Linked DNA regions of Sus scrofa: region 2 is linked to region 1. Evidence: chromatin contacts called from public Hi-C data. All regions are on one chromosome and are shown on one strand. Each heading gives the region's core, a stretch centred on a gene start, on an enhancer-like site or on the middle of the called end of the contact. The rest is flanking DNA. Distances are from core to core; before and after follow the strand shown.

Region 1 (2,912 bases), core at 307-2,806:
GGGAGATGCTTCCCGGTTAAAAGTCAGTGTGGGAAGTGCACCCTGCGAAGTGGGGGTCAGTCCTGGTGTGAGCAGGGCAGGTGTGAGCAGGGCAGGTGCTTCAGGGGACACAGTGACACCCAGGAGGAGGGTGAGCCCCACACCTCTGCACTGCACAAATACGCATCTTTCACAGAATGAAAACTTTGTTTACTTTTAGAAACTGGATCGTGGCCAGAAAATGAAAATCAAACATTTCAGGGAAATTTTATTTACCCTTTCGTCTCAAAGACATGTGCTTCCAGAATTACCTTCCAAAAGTGCTGTCACAAAATTCGCCTGGCTCCCTTGGGGGAAGGTTTTAAGTGGTGATGACTTAGAATCTCAGGGCACCAAATTGGGTGGGAAATAGTTCACTTATTTGAATTGATCCCCCTTTTCCGTTAGTTCATTATGGATTTTTACCTCTTTAATATTTTGATTTAGCTGTGGTTTCACTCTGGGTTGGAGAGCATCTCAAAATATGGATTCAGTACCACAGAGCTGGGGGGCCTGTGCCCCCTCCTCACCCTCACTTCCTTCAGCCTCACCTCCTTCTGGGTCGGGGGTTGGGGGGGGTGGCTTCTGCTCTGCTAATGTAGCTCCTCACTCCACCCCATATCGTTTCAACTGTCACTCTGTTGTTTTACCTCATCTGCTGTCCTGGCTGTCCTAACACCTCTGGCTTCCACCAAGCAGGTGCAGCTACAGCAGGATGATGGGGAGTCAGCCCAAACTTCCCCCTAAACTGTCAGAGGGTTGAGTGGAAACTCCTGGCTGGAGGTGAGAGCCGAAATCACCAGACGCAGCCCCACCCTCTCACTCTCCTCCGCCCCCACTTCAAAACAGGCCACGACCTCTGCCTCAGGCCTGATTCAGAACCACCTGGGAAGGTGGTCAAGGGACCCCGGGTGGGACACGGGTTCAGAGCCCAGTTCAAGCCCAGCTGCAGCTCGCCTTTCCCAAGACCACACTTTCAGGCTCCTGGAGACCACGGGTCTCAGGGGCCCAAATCTCAAGCCTGTTAAGTTCACACAGTTTGGCTCCTTTGCCAAATGCACAGCCAATAGTAAAATGGGGTTTCGGATGTTTTTCTGAAAACAAAGGAACAATCTCAGGTCTTAGAACCAGTAGCGCAGATGTACAGCAACCAGGAAAGCTTGTTCAAACGCAACCCAAAAATGACACGCATCTCAAAAATGCACTCGGGCTGTCTCCCGGCGGTGACACCTCAGTCTCAGCCACAGCCAAAGACTTTAGGAACCGAAAGAAAAGGACCAGGCTTACCGGACCCCGGTGGAGGCTCGCTTCCAATCCCAGAGGGTGTCCCTGGAGAAAGCCAGGCTTCCGCTCCCTGGGGCTCCTGGGTTCACAGGTGGCCTCCTGGCCGTGTCCCAGAGTCAGGTGCTGCCGCGGCCGGCAGCCGTGGGGCTGCCTGGGCCAGGCTCCGCTCCGCTTCAGCCCCCTCTCGCCTGCTCCCAACTCCCCTCCGCTCCCCGGCTCCTCGACTCCCCGACTCACCCTTAACTGCTCCTTGGTGCGAGCTGGGAAACGCGTCCCAGAACCTCTGAGCAGACTCACCTGCGCCACCTAGAGGCTTCTCCCCGCACTGCGCGCAGCAACCGCACAGGTGGGCCCCTCTGCTGCCGCCCCACGCACCTGGCCCTGACTTCCTGCTCAAAGATACCCTATGGAATTAGTAAAGGCATTAATTCGATTTTTTTGAGGGGGTGGTTGTCTCGCTTCTTTCAGAACAACTAGAGCCTTTGGGCTCTGGAACTCCAGAAAGTTAAATTAGCATTAAAATACCATTAATCAAAATGTATGCACTCAAGGACCCCCCACTGAGATGGCCATGGGCAGGGCTGGCTCCTCCTTTCAGCTGTGATCCCTTTCCCTGTTCCTGCCTGGTCCTGCCCTCCCCTCCCCGGATCTCCTTCAGGGTGAGTCACAGCACTGACTTCTCTTCCCTCCCCCAACATCCCCACACACCACCCTGCACCCCAACAAATCAGATACCTATATACCCCTATAACTCCAGACAATCAAACACCCCAAAGAACTCCAGACAACCATACACCCCATAGAACTCCAGACAACCATACACTCCCTATAACTCCAGACAACCATACACCCCACACAACTCCAGACAACCATACACCCAAAGCAACTCCAGGCTCAATTTCTACCCCCTCCTCTTTCATCTGGTCTTGTCCACCCAGATACGTGTAGGTTACTTCACATGTGACAAATAACAGTTTAGAGGGAAACAGACAGAAATGTGTGGACAGGTAAGTGTCCTGGGAACAGACTTTCCTCTGCCCTCCCACCCCCTACGAGTAGAACCCCGATTCCCAACTTACTACCACCTTGATGACTGTCCAGACAGAGGAGGTTTCAGTGAGGATTTTAACCTGAATGTTAAGGTTTGCACCTTTATTCAGCCCATGCTGAGCCCAAACTGAAGGTTTGTGACAAATCACAATTCCTAAAATTGTTAAATTAGGAACCTAGGTAGGCAAATAAGAACCACGTACGCTGGACTAATCTAGAATTTCTCTTGTGCGTAATTTTGACTTTTGGGCCTGTTCTTTTTGTTAAGTGTGTTTGAGGATAAAGATTATCTTCAGTGTAACTTTTTGTTTCTATTGGAAATTAATGGCGACTTTAAATTTACCAAAAAGAGATGACATTGATATTGCCAAAAGAGAGGGAAAAAGGAGAACATGTTAGAATGGGCATAGAATATGGTGCTGTAGTAGAGGCCAGAAAGGTTTTTCCTCTTTTTAAAAAATTCGAAGAAGCTTCCATCAAGAAAAGTAGTGGATGGTTGTACCACGTGCAATTTTTAGTCCAATGAACATGAATGTACAAAGTAATTCCATTGATTAAGA
Region 2 (2,700 bases), core at 40-2,539, 130 kb before region 1:
GCTCTTCTATAAATTCTTGCACATCCTGTATAGTTAAATTAACTTTTAAGCAAAGTAACTTCTTTCCTTAAAAAAGATATGAAGCTTCCAAGGTATTAAATTAATTTTTACATTTTAAACAAGTTGATTATTTACATTTTTAGAAAAAAATCTTTGTCATCTGTTTCTGCTACCTCAAACTGCACTTGGTTCTGAGAGAACTTGAATTTTTCCTTGCAGTTATTGTGATAAAGTATGCATATTTTAAAAAGGTCTATACCATGTTCTTTGGTTAAAGATTTGCTTTATACTAGATTGTTGCAGTACCTTTTTCTGGTGAATTTTTGTAGCAAAAATAAAGTGACAATTGTTAACAGCCATGGCATTTAAAAAATTCATTGTGCATCTAGTTGTTTGTTCATTTTGGAATCAAATGAGGATAATTAGAGATCTGTAAACTCAAAAGTGCCATGTAAATTCCAGAGTTCCCAAGGACATGACTTTTCAAGTTGGGTAGACATTGAAAACTTGGAAACGGCTAGAGTCACAATTCGACACAAGGGGGAGATGTACTCATCTGACTACTCAGTGTAGCACTGCCAGGACAAGTTAGCACACAGGTTGCAACTTAGAATCGCTGCCAGTGGCTGCTATCTGCCTTCCTGTGTTTTTCCCAGTGAGGTCGCCTCATTTGTGTAGGGAGGGGCTGTGGGGTGGGCTCACTTGAGGTTCTCCTCCCTGGAGCTGGTGGGCGGCGCTGACCCTCAGAATCAAGTGTGTGTATGTTTGAGTATCTATATGCGTGTGTCTGTTTTTTATGTGGGTGCGCGTCTGCGCTGAACCTGCTTCTCAGCGGGGACTCGGGTTTAGGGGAAATTACAAGTAAAGGCAAGCACACCTGAGATTTCTCGCTCTGTAAACAGATTTCCGTGGCACCTTGAGCATTACAACTGTGGACTGAAAGATGTGGAAACGGATACTTTTAACCAAAACCGACTCTCTAGGATTGCTGTTCACAGCTGTTTCCAATGGGCAGCAGCATCTTTGACACAGACCTGTCGGTCAGGAGCCAACACGTGGGGACAGAGACTCAGCCCGACCCCGCCCGAATGCGGCCCAGGTGCTCCGGGCGCAGAAAGGGAAGAAGGGCTGATCTTCGATCCACAGGCATCACACCCTCTGGACCCAAGAGCACAAACGGACGCCAGCGACTACGCGGTGAGACGCACATTTCGCTACGCGGGCTACAGCGCCTTTGACAAGAAGACGGCGGCAGCCACGGCGTGCCTCAGCGTCGGGGGCGGGGCGTGGGGCACGTCGGTATGCAAGTCCGCGGCGCCCGCCCAGCCGAACGACGTTGCCGGCGGCGGGGGTGGGGGCCGACGACGGCGGCCGCCGCTTTGGAGGCGAGGGTGGTGAAGCCACCAGGGCAGGATCTGGTGGTGGAGTGCCTCAAAAGCCGTTACGGCCTCCGAGCGGCTGCCCAGCCGAGGTGAGGCCCCGCCCTGCCTACCGGCCGGCGCGAATCCCCCTATGACCGCGTCTGCAGGTCGAGGCGTGGGCGCGTCGCGGGGGGCGGCTCCTGGCGGGCACCGCACCCCAGAGGGTCAGTGCGCGTCCCCGCGGGAACGCGTGCCAGGGGCTCCCCGCGGTGACTTGCATGCGGGTCGGAACCGCCTCGGTCCCGGACCAGAGCGGCGAGCTCGAGCCAGTTCGGCGGGGAAAGGTGCGGGCGCCCGGCGGTCTGGATCCGCGTTGGTGCCTCTGACCGCGGACGCCGCTGGCGCGTCGGGCATCCAGGACGGGGCGCTGCGCAGATTCGGTTCTCCGAGGCGGGGACACTGCGCGGGGACCGGGCGGGAGCGGGAACGGCTGTGCGGGGACCCTGTGGGAGCGGAGACGTCCGTGCGGGGACAGGGCGGAAACCGGGTGGGAACGGGGATAGCTGAGCGGGGACCGGGCGGTGCGGGGACCGGCGGGAACGGAGACGGTTGTGCGGGGACCGGGCGAGAACCGGGACAGCCCAGCGGGAACTGGGCGGGAACGGGGACGGCTGTGCGGGGGCGGTGTGTGGGGACCCGGCGGGGAGGGCCTGCACCCGGTCACCGCGCTGGCGCTCTCTTTCAGCCGGGGTGGCGGCGATCGGACGGTGCGGAGCGTCCTGAGCGTCGGAGGCGGCCTCCCCGCACCCCAGGTAGGTCTGCGCGGCTGGGAGGCGCTCAGGCCGCAGGGCTCAGCGCCTTCGCGGGGAGGCTCTGGCTCTTTCCTTCACTGCATCGAAGAGAGTTTATTACACAGCGTTTACTGTCTCAGATTCACGAAGGGAGAAAGGAAGGGTTGGACGTTGGAGGCCTGGCGGGATATCGCGGGGAGGCGGAAAGCAGGCTGGATTCTGAACTTAGTCCTTCCTTGTGCTTTCTGCTGGTGGCACTGAGAAGATTCTCGTGGCGTCTCTGGTGCTCGGGTGCCTAGCCATTAGAACAGGTTAAAGGCACCTGCTCGGCTTGCTGCCCAGCGTCGGACCCAGAATCCGGTGCGCTGGTGGATGACAGCATCTTGTAAATTGGAGGCTCGATGCCTGTTTTCTGGAAGTCTGCTTGCGGGAGACAGACGGATGAAGTGATGTTGCCGTCTTAGGTTCGGGAGCCCAGAAAGAGATCCTTGTTGCCTGACCTTAGCGGTCTCTACTGTGCTCTTTCCTGTTCACAGACGACGTGGATG

Evidence for each region. A called contact is a pair of places that touch in the nucleus more often than the background predicts.
Region 2: a contact with region 1 is called in a Hi-C map of embryonic fibroblasts, with 3 times the contacts expected there. The contact joins the enhancer-like site here to the promoter of EDAR in region 1. A contact is called at or near these places in 11 of 47 Hi-C or Micro-C datasets (embryonic fibroblasts, fetal heart ventricle, fetal skeletal muscle and 7 more).

Annotation. Positions count from the first base shown.
Region 1 is chr3:47,394,947-47,397,858 of Sscrofa11.1, reverse strand. It overlaps EDAR (tumor necrosis factor receptor superfamily member EDAR), which reads right to left and starts at 1,556. Exons shown (of 12, transcript XM_021087105.1): 1 at 1,306-1,556.
Region 2 is chr3:47,529,035-47,531,734 of Sscrofa11.1, reverse strand. LOC100511376 (E3 SUMO-protein ligase RanBP2) reads left to right here. Exons shown (of 30, transcript XM_021087106.1): 30 at 1-373. Among named protein-coding and RNA genes, the nearest start is that of CCDC138, 60 kb to the right of the region's middle. Within about 2 kb of position 1,289, at least 39 of the 83 cell types and tissues checked have an H3K27ac peak or open chromatin away from gene starts, as enhancers often do. A contact at or near this core is called in embryonic fibroblasts, omental adipose tissue, retroperitoneal adipose tissue and 3 more, where this site is marked.